Regions from separate parts of the Sus scrofa genome. Here region 2 is linked to region 1. The links are chromatin contacts, called in public HiChIP or PLAC-seq maps. All regions are on one chromosome and are shown on one strand. The core of a region is the stretch at or near the end of the contact, and the rest is flanking DNA. Distances in the headings are between cores, read along the strand shown.

The links. HiChIP or PLAC-seq counts read pairs in DNA pulled down with a chosen protein or histone mark.
Region 2: a contact with region 1 is called in an H3K27ac HiChIP or PLAC-seq map of skeletal muscle, with 2.1 times the contacts expected there. The contact joins the promoter of LOC106510102 here to the promoter of SLC19A2 in region 1. A contact is called at or near these places in 3 of 47 Hi-C or Micro-C datasets (fetal heart ventricle, heart right ventricle and skeletal muscle) and 1 of 2 datasets of contacts at active chromatin or transcription factors (skeletal muscle).

The regions. Positions count from the first base shown.
Region 1 is chr4:81,507,529-81,512,659 of Sscrofa11.1, reverse strand. It overlaps SLC19A2 (solute carrier family 19 member 2), which reads right to left and starts at 2,439. Exons shown (of 6, transcript NM_001142667.1): 1 at 2,160-2,439. The coding sequence starts at 2,363.
Region 2 is chr4:82,386,090-82,391,352 of Sscrofa11.1, reverse strand. LOC106510102 reads left to right here and starts at 3,972. Exons shown (of 9, transcript XR_002343354.1): 1 at 3,972-5,263.

The DNA of each region.
Region 1 (5,131 bases), core at 1,190-3,689:
AGACAAATGACAGCCCTTTCCAGACCACCAGATTTCTCTTCAGACCTGCCATCTTCCTTATCTAACTTGCAGTAACAGAAGTGTGCTATGTTTCTGTTATACATTCAGCAACTATTTCCTGGGCTAGGGTACCCCTGCCTCATTCCTATACCCCTGAACATATTTCACTCACCCCAGGAAGCTTTCTGATAAGACAGGGCAAGTGACTGCACATCACATACCAATTCCACCCAGGGCACTTGGACAAAGTAGGTCTGCTTTCAAATATCAACACTGGGAGCATGTTTTTCCCCCATGTGCACAAGCTGTGCAGATCACATGGCAGTTCACATGAAACTAATTGTTAGCAGCCCACAAGCAGAATCATTTCTGCTTCAGTGGCTATACTCAGATTCAGTTGTTAAGGGTCTCCAGAATCATTCTCTTTTGTATTTACTGTCATTTTTTTCCTGTAGAACCATTCTATTCATAAGAGTTGGCTCCTTCCACTTTCCTATTGTTTTTAAAAAATATTATAGTTCAAACAGGTAATGAATGGTCCATATGACTGCGAAATAGAAGATCTAATGTTGGGTAAAAGCTACTTGCTAGTGGTGAGATGATATGAGAAACAAGTGAAATCCTCAACCCAGGGTTCAATGCCAATTTTCAATTCCCTGTTAAGTTCTCTTAAAAATAGAAGTGGTGTATGGATTGACTGGCCAATGGGGACCTGCACGAGGAATTCTACCCAATATTCTGTGATAATCTATATGGGAAAAGACTCTGAAGAAGAATGTGTGTATATGTACAACTGAAATCACTGTTATACAGAAGAAATTATCACAACATTGTAAATCAATCATTCTTCAATAAAACTTAAAAAAAAAATGGAGGAGCAAGGCAACAACAAACTGGACTATGAGTAATTATATCCTGCACTAACCTGTTATGCAGGGATACCAAGTTGCTACTCAGAAGTGACTACTACTCACAGGGGAAGGAGTAAGGTTTAAATGGGAGAAATATTTCATAGGCACTGGAGCAGGGAGGCAGGGTGGGAGGAAGAGTTGACAGAGGAAAAAACGGCTAACAATTCCCCACTCAGCTTTCACTCTTTGTATTGTTCCAGAAAGGAATACCGGGCCTCAGTTTTCATGCTTTGTAGTGTTCAAGGGAAAGGATGCTGAATCTGCTTTATTTGGGCCTTGTGGTAGCACCTTAAATTTAACTCCTTCTTCAGTTAATATCTTCTTCAAAAAACAAGTGTTGAGATTGACCATACACTTTAAAGAGTTAAATACATTTTTAAAGCACACCATGCACTTCTGGAGTACTTAAATATCCTCCCAGGGAAAATCACTCAGCAAGAAGTTCTTGATCATGGACTATGTACTCTCAATTACTCTGAACACAGCAGAACAGAAAGGAGCAAGACTAACATCCGTGAAGCAACAATTCACAATGCCAGAAGAACTCTAATTAAATTCCAACTATGTGACAACACCTAAATATCTGCTTTTATCCCAGGAGGTTGGTAGAGGTGAGAGGCAGGGCATATTCTAGGACATAGTCTCACGCAATTAAAAATCAAGACGAGATAAGGGATGGGTTCTTGTCCTATACAGTCCTTATCTGAGTACATCTATCTGTCAAGGGTAAACAAAGTAAGGTAGGGGAAGGAAGAGGGTACAGTAGGTAGAGGGAAGATCCTTTCAGAAAACAGGAGTTGCCTTGCATCTGTTTCCTTACTTTCAGGCAGCAAATATTTATTTAAACCTTCACTATGTTCGAAGTACAACCTGCTGTTTTCCCTTTTTTCTCCAAATATTCTTCTCCTCCCCGCCCCCCTCCCACTACTGGTTCAGTCTGAGCAGAGTTACACAGTTACAGCATCATCCGCACATCGCCTGAAGCACAAGGGCACTAGGGTTTCCGAACTGCGTTCCGAACCCTTCACCTGAAACATGTCCTATAAATTCAACGGAGGACAGAAAAACAGCATGAATTACGGCAGCGCCCAGCAAGAAGCCTTTTTTCAAAGAGGAACATTCAGGAATCTCTCCCCAGAATGGCTCCTGGGGCTCAAGCGCCTTTCTCAGTCCTGTCTTTCAACCGCACCCGCCTCGGCCCGCCCGTCCCCTCTGCCAGCGGAGCCAGCGTCCTCCCGCCGCGCCTACCTCCCTCTCCGTCAGGTTTTTGTCGGGCCCCAGCAGGTAGGGGGTCAGGAAGGGCTCAGACGGCCTGAGGCTGGCGAAGAAGCCGTAGGCGCAGATCAGCGCGGTGGGCAAGAACCAGCATTCGCGCGGGACCCGAGCCGTGCGCAGGAGCACGGTTGCGGCCGCCGCCGCCGCCCGCCGGGACACCGGGCCGGGCACATCCATCCGGGGCGCGAGGGACGGGGACCCGGCCCCTTCCTGCTCCTTTTCGTCTTCCACCAACTGGAGTCAGGTTGAAGCACTGCCCCAGTGCGGGCACCTGCGATCGTAAGTGTTTCCTCCTCCCGGCAGGGCCAAGCACTTCTGGGATGGCCGCCTCCGACCGCAGAACCTCTCAGCTTTTCCTGGCAGCAGGATCTTCACGTGTCGCCGCCCGCAGCGCCACGGAAAACCTGACACTCCCGAAGACCCACCTTCCGCCACCGCCTCCCCGCTGGGAGCCAATCACAGCGGACGTAGGGCATTGGCTTCTCTTCTATTGGTCACAAGCTGGGAGCCCGGGGCGGTGGCGGTGGCTGCAACACGCCTGGCGGCTGACGTCCTCTGGTTCGGGCGCCGAGGACTTGGAGGACTCAGCTCCTAACGCGACTGCTTGTGGTTTCGGCGCGCGACGGTCAGGCGGCGATCGGCCCGCCCACGCTGGAGGTCGGCTCGGTCATGCTCAGTGCAGCAGCTCACCTTTCCGGAGTGCTCCATGTGGGCTTTATCCCCACGGAGAGGAAAACGCTGTTCCAGTCTTCTCTCTCATTTTTAAACGCAGTCCCTCTCTGGACGTCCGCTCACATTCTCCTCAAGCGGCCAGCGCGGGGCAAAGATTTAACCTTGAGGCGGAAGAATGCTCTATTTTTCTTCCAGCGGCTTTCAGTCTGTAGATTGTATTCATCTGCAGTAAAAAGACATGGGAAGCCTGGAACCTAAGCAGTTCAGGGCGTTTACCAAAAGACCGAGCTGGAAAACGATAAAATACTGTGAAAAGAATGAATGAGCTAGTCACTTAACAGAAGGACCATGATGGAGTTCTAATTAAGGGTATTAGCTTTATTTCATTACTTTTTGTAAGCGGGGTACAAAGAAAGTAAACATAATTGTAGATATATCCTGTGTTTAAAGGGTAAGGGGGAAATCCCGAGTCATTAAAGCAACAGCAAAGTATCACCTCTTTATTAAAAAAAAAAAGTCTTGGCATAGTTTTCAAGGGCAAAGCTTGAAAATACCCAGGGTTTGCTTTCACTTCTCTCTTTTTCTGCCTGACTCAGCTTGACGGTATCCCAGTCCTTTCACTGCAGACCAAGCTGCACCAAAAGCAATTTCTCCTGTGCAGTATTTGTAGAGTACAGATACTGCCAGAAGCTCACAGAAAACATTTTGAACTGTTTTGCTTTATGTATATCACGAATCATCTCAAATTCCCTTCTGAGTCAGCAAATGACCCTTTTTGCAAAGAGGATACTTTTTGCTATCAGCCACAAAAAATGACTCTCTCTACCACATGGAAGGACATACCAGTAAAGGGAATGGAGATTTGTTTCTAAGACTGTGCAGTGAATGCACTGAAATGTGTGAGTTGATTAATCACTGAAGGAATGAAGTTGTTGGTATTTGCATCTATCAGTGGGCCTCAAAGTGTGGTTCAGGAAGCCCTAGGGATTTGTGGGATCTTTTCAGAATTCCACGATGTCAAACTACTTTCATAATAATACTAGGACTTTACTTTCTTTTGCCCTCTGGAGACTACCTGATGTGTGATGACATCCCTCTAAAGGATAAGAGAATATGTGTTTGTAAATTTTTGTGTTTAGAAACTTTCCAAATGAATTTCTAATATGGCACTACCAGTAGGTATAACTCACAAAAATAAAGAGTCTTTATGGGCCCTAAATAACAGGAAGTCTTGAGGCCTCAAAGTAAGAACTTGTAATCTGCATAATACAATTATCTAGTCCCCTAAAACACTAGTGGTCCTCTTGGCAATTTCTTTGCCTTTGGATTTGCATTCAGTGCTTTAGTAGAAAAGGAGGAGTTTCTGTTGTAGCTCAGTGGTAACAAACCCAACTAGTATCTATGAGGATGTGGGTTTGATCCCTGGCTCTGCTCAGTGGATTAAAAGATCTGGTGTTGCTGTGGCTGTGGTGTAGACAGGCAGCTGCAGTTCTGATTCGATCCCTAGCCTGGGAAATTCCATATGATGCGGGTGTAGCCCAAAAAGCCAAAAAGCGAGAGAGCGAGAGAGAGAGAGAGAGAGAGAGAGAGAGAAAGAAAAACAAAAGAGGCCTCAGAAAGAGAAGTGCACTTATTAAAAACAGCTTTCCATCCCTTCCCTGAATCTTGGAGACCTAAATTATGTTAATCTGTGAATCATTGGTTCTGAAATATTTTCCTTGGTATAAATCACTTAAGCACCTCAACTTCTCTTTGCAATGTTGGGCATTAACAATAATTGTTCTTGAATTAGGAAAAAACTTTTTAAAACATTATTTTCTCTAAGAGGTCATGGAATAGTTCTGAGAATGACCCCCAGTGAGCCTTGCCTTGTGTAATCCCCTCCCTTTTGAGTGTGGAGTGGAATCCCTGAATTTAATGAGATAATACAACTGTTTGTTACACTGTGTGGCAAACGTGAGATTATCCAGGTGGGCCCAATGTAATCACAGGAGCCCTTTAAAAGCAGAGAATTATCTCCTGCTGGTAACAAACGAGGCAAAGATGTTTGAAAAAGGAGAAAGCTATGTCACACTGTTGCTCCAGGAGGCTGTGTGCCAAAGATGTGGGCACCCTGTGGCAGTTGAGGCTGACTCTTGGCTGACAGCCAGCAAGGAACTGGGGATTTCAGTCCTATAATCACAGGGAACTGCTTTCTGCTCCAAACCTAAACAAACTTGGAAGTGGCTTCTTCCAAAGAGCCTCCAGATTAGAGCGCATCACAGCCAACATCT
Region 2 (5,263 bases), core at 2,723-5,222, 880 kb before region 1:
ACTTAGGTTCAGAAATTTTCTTCATATTAGTGCTATGATGAAAATTTTGGACATCACTCTTTGTCCAGTGTCTTTCCTTAGAGTAGACTCCTAAAAATGGAATTCATGCAGTTGATGGGAAACAAATAGATTACCAGATGGTCCTCCAGCAAAGATGAGTTTATCTGAGATCAGCAAAGAATTGCAGCTCAGGGTCTACAATCATGGCAAGCCATGTGCAAGTACCCAGCAAGGCAAGGAGAATGCTTTTATAGAGAGGGAAAGGAAGTTGGGAGTGCTATAGTAGTCATTGGTCGAGTCCTTGCCAGGAAAGAAAGAGGAGTCTTTTTCTTGTTGGCCTCTGCTATGCTTGCAGGACATGAGAGCTCCCCCTTCTGGTCTCCCAACACAATTTAACTGAGGTCTCTGTTTATTAAATTTGCATATTGTATTAGAAAGAATAAACATTTTTAAGGTTGTGATACAAATTGTTGGCACATTGCTTCTAAGAAGTTTTACTAATTTATACTTCTACCAGCCAGTAACAAGACCTCTACTTGAACCCTGACTCCTTGCATCTTCTGCTGGTGGTATTTTATTTATCTATAGCTATGTATCTATGTATCTATTTATGTATGTATCTATCTATTATCTAAATAGGTATTTGTCCATATTTTATATATGTGAAGTATAGAATATATTTATATCTATATATCTATGTCTATGTCTTTATCTATATCATTTCCTCCAGGATGCTTTGCTCATTATATTAAGTGAATTATTACTCAATCTTTTCTCTCATGTATATCGTTCAGACTCCCAAACACCAAATCTTCCAAAAATATGAGGAAGTAACACCCCCAACATATTTGTTTAGTCAGTGGGAATTGTGACAATTGGGAATTGGAACAGTGGGAATTGTAACTGTTGATTGAATGCAAAGTATTCTTCCAGAGGTTGTAGGGTTGTATTGCTCAGGAGTTGGCTAAGCTGTGAGTGAGCAAAAATCCAAAATACAGTGATTTAAGCTAGATAGAGTTAAAGGCTGGTATGAGATCCATTGATCCATCCCCAAGTTTGCATCCACATTCTATTAGTAGGAAGGAGAAAAGGAAAGAAAGTCATGTTTCTTCTTTTCTGAAAACACTTTGCAGAAATTGTACACATCACTTCTTACAGCTTATTGCCCAGCAGTTAGTCACAGAGAGAGGTTCAGCTCCAAGGAAGGGTGGGAAATGCAGTCTTTTTTCCAGGTGAGCATTTTCCAGCTAAAAATCGGAGGAGTTAAGTAAAGAACAGATACAAAGGAACAAATAGATGTTCCTCTCCCAGAGGCATATTAAGTATAATATATGATGTTTGTTCTTAAATGACTCACAATATACTTATTTCCTGGAATGCCTGTGTTCCTTCTTTACATAGAAAACAATGCTGTGGATAAGATAATAGCCTATTGCTGTTCTTTCCTTTAATTACAGTCTACTTTTCCTTTGATGGGGATTATAGTTTCAGAGATATACTTCAAATTTGTTTTGGGCTTCAAACAGCCAAAACTTCTCGTGCTTTGCTCAGCCTCTCTGTCCATTAACTGATCTGAGAATGAAAATTCAAATGCAGCGGGTGAGTTGTGAACCTAGAAGAATGCTTCATATCCTTTCCTTGAAAAAAGAAAAATGAAAATGTACAAAAACATCTGGAAGCAAAGAAAAAAGCTAAGAGAGGAGACAGCAGTTTTTTTTGATATGCATCTCAAGGTACAATGCATATAGCTTCCATTATCTATATGAAAAATCTAATTTGGGCAGGACAAAGAGCTTTAATGGAAAGATATACATCAGAGAAATTTACAGAGATGGGACTTCGACATGGTATTGTATATATCTTGTGCATCTCATCAAGTGCCCAACAGCCAAAAAAAAAATTGTTTCATAAATTACTGTTCAAATAATGACTGTGATACAGATTTTACGGATTAATGATTTAAATGAAGAACAGGATTAGCTTAAACAATGGATCCCAGAAGTCCTGAGTCCTTTCTTATCATCCATAACCACTTCTGCTGCCCAATTAGTTGGGCCAAAGGTCTCTGTTTAATTTTGAGTCCATCTTTATTTCCAGCTTTTTTAGCCCTCTTCTGAGCCATATATACACACAGTGTACTCTACTCAAGAAATACTTTCTAAATGAAGCAATTTGTGTATAGCTGATATTTAATTCATATACATATATTGATAGATAGCTTTTGTCTGAAGATTGCATCTTGAAAATTCTATATACCACTTCACATCTATTAGAAAGGATATAACAAACACAACAAAAACACCCGCCCAGAAAATAACAAGTGTTTGCAAGAATGTGGAGAAATTGAAACCCTCATATATTGCTGGTGAGAATGTACAATGGAGCAGCCCCTGTGGAAAAGTTTGTTGGTTCCTCAAAGAGCTAAGCATAGAATTACCCTATCACCCAGCAATGATATTCTGTGAAAGAAGTGAAAACAAGTATCCACACAGATATTTGTATGTCAATGATCACTGCAGCATTATTCATAATAGGTGAAAAATTAAAACAGCTCAAGTGTTCAGATATTTGTATGTCAATGCTCACTACAGCATTATTCATAATAGGTAAAAAATTAAAACAGCTCAATTATTCAGCAACAATTGAATGGATAAATGAAATGTATATAATACAATGGAATATTATTCAACCATAAAAAGGAATGACATTCTGATACATGCTACATCATGATGTGTTAAGTGAAATAAGCCAGGCGCAATAGGACAGATATTGGATGATTTCATTTATATTAAATATCTAGAATAGAAATATTCACAGAGCCAGAAAGTAGTTTAGAGGTTAACAGGGGCTGAAGGGATGTGGGAAGGGGGAGTTGTTGCCTTAATGAGTACAAAGTTTGTGTTTGGGGTGATGAAAAATTTATGAAAAAAGATAGTGGTAACCATTACATGATATCGTGAATGTAATTAATGCCACTGAATTGAACACCTAAAATGGTTAAAATTATATACTTTTAAATATTTATTTTACCACAATTTTAAAAGTTCATTGCTTTGGTCTTTCACATTTAAATGGTATTACATTTTATAGTTTACCAAATATTGACATAATATTTAATTCTCACAGTCCCATGAAGATGGCAGAATATTTACCATTTCCTCCATCCCCCTTGCTCCACAATAAACATTCAGTTTATTGATAATAAACTGGGTGCTTAGAGTGATTTTGTAGAAAGTTGCAGAGTTAATTCTCATACCAAGTGTCTTCAAGTGATGGTCTCTTAGGTATTCAAACCCTGAGGATTCTTCCAGGGTCAGCTGACCTTCTCAACCTCAGTTGTTGCCCTAGGCTTTTAGGCTCTGGTTATGACTGACCTCCGTACGGCCCCTAACTTTAAAGATCTGACCATCTGAATGGAGAATTGTTAAAAGAGGGTAATTTCAGTCAAAACATGCCTGGAAAGAGATTTAACTTAAACCTCCAGAAGATGCCCAAAAAGATGATGTACCCAAAATCCCCAAATAGAATGGATCTGAGGTTCCCCAAAGCTGCAGCAAAGATTGGGTGAACCTGGAATGTTTAAGACATACTGGGAATTGTTGATCAAGGTCTAATTCTTTTAGGTTCACTGAGAGCCCATGTCACCTCATTTGATCCTCACTACAGTGGAGGGAGATGCAGGAATAGGGATGTTTTCTCCTTTTTATAGTTGAGAGAAGGTTAAGTGCTTGCCCAAGGTCATTGAGTCAGAGAGGACTAGGAGCAAAATAGAACTCAGGTGTCCTGACTTCTAGGTTGAGCCCCTTTCCATTATGCTGCAGCTGCCTGCTTCCAAGAGACCCACATGCAATGCCTGAAAAATGCCATGCAGAAGACTGCTGTTACTATTCTAGGTTTAAGTTGGGGGAGGGATGCAGTGAGTACAGCTAGAGGTGGAGTGGGGGATGCCATCCTGCCATCATGGATAGGGAATCTTTTTTATGGCTTATGCCACTCCAACTGGCATAAACAAGGCATAGCTGAAGATTAAATGTCCCGAACATTATTAGCCCATTAGATTTCTTAATACCTTCTCCCAGGACTCTGTTCTCTTTACGCTCTCAATCAAATTTCTGTTTATCAAATTTCTAAAATGTTCATGAGAAGAGGTCCTCTTCCTTGTCACTCTTCAGGGAGCAAACACTCTCTTGTATGCTTTGGAAAGGAAAACAATTCCTTTTAGTTCAGAACTCAAGTTTCCAAGAAAAAGTCTTCTTTATCCCTAACTTGGGTGACTGATTTGTCCCAGACTATCTGGGACTTTCCCAGCTGAAAGTCCTGTGTCTGCCCTTTAACCCAGGACAAACTGGGGTAGTTGGTCATCCTACCATGGCCCTGATTTTCTGCATCAGTTCCCCCCACTCCCCAGCTGGAATCCATACCTCTTCCATTCTAATATTTAGGACTAATTTTTGCAAAGTTGATCCTGTGAGCACAGTTGTTAATAGCCAATAGGAGTCCCATGTGATAATTGGGGACAGAGGGAGAGGGGGCTTTCATGGATTGCCCAGCTCAGGCAAGATGATGTTGATGGGAAGGAGTTCCCTCTTCCTGCTTCTGAGGGTGATAAATCACACCCTGCAAAATGCTTTGTTCTCACGAGAAAGATATTCTATGGCTCTGTCTACCTCTAACCACAGCAGATGGATTGGTGAACTGGGCTTGATGGCCTTTCACTCTATGGGACAAGGAGAGTCCCTGTGAAGGTAGAGGACAGACTTTTTTAGGTCCTGGGCTTCCTGGTGGGAGACTTGAGGGACTCCTAGGAGTAGAAGAGAGTAGCTGTGGCTTGTTGGAGATGAGATGAGGAGATGTTGGTGCTACTGGCTCTTGCCAGCAGGAAATTAGGACTATCCATGGCCCCAGGGAAAATTTTTTTTAATGTTTTCAGAATAGAACATTCTAATCAAGCCAAGCAGGGAGCAATTACCTACATTGTCAATCAGTCTAGGTAGTAATTGGGAAGATTCAGCACGAATCAGTTTGTCCTTCATTTCTCTTGGCAAAGTAGGTCTGATGACTTTGGCTGGCTTTAGCCGGCTCACTGTGGCTGGCAGGTTGTCCCAGCAGATTAGATGAAGCGTTGGCGCTAGCAGAGAGGTTAAAGCACTTGCTCAGGTGCCCCCTTCCCACGTGTTCTTAATTTCTTAGGACGGAGTTCTCTGTGCAGGCTTAGATCTGGCCGCCTTTCCGACTTGTCACAGGGTATTTGTTGCTGCTGGAT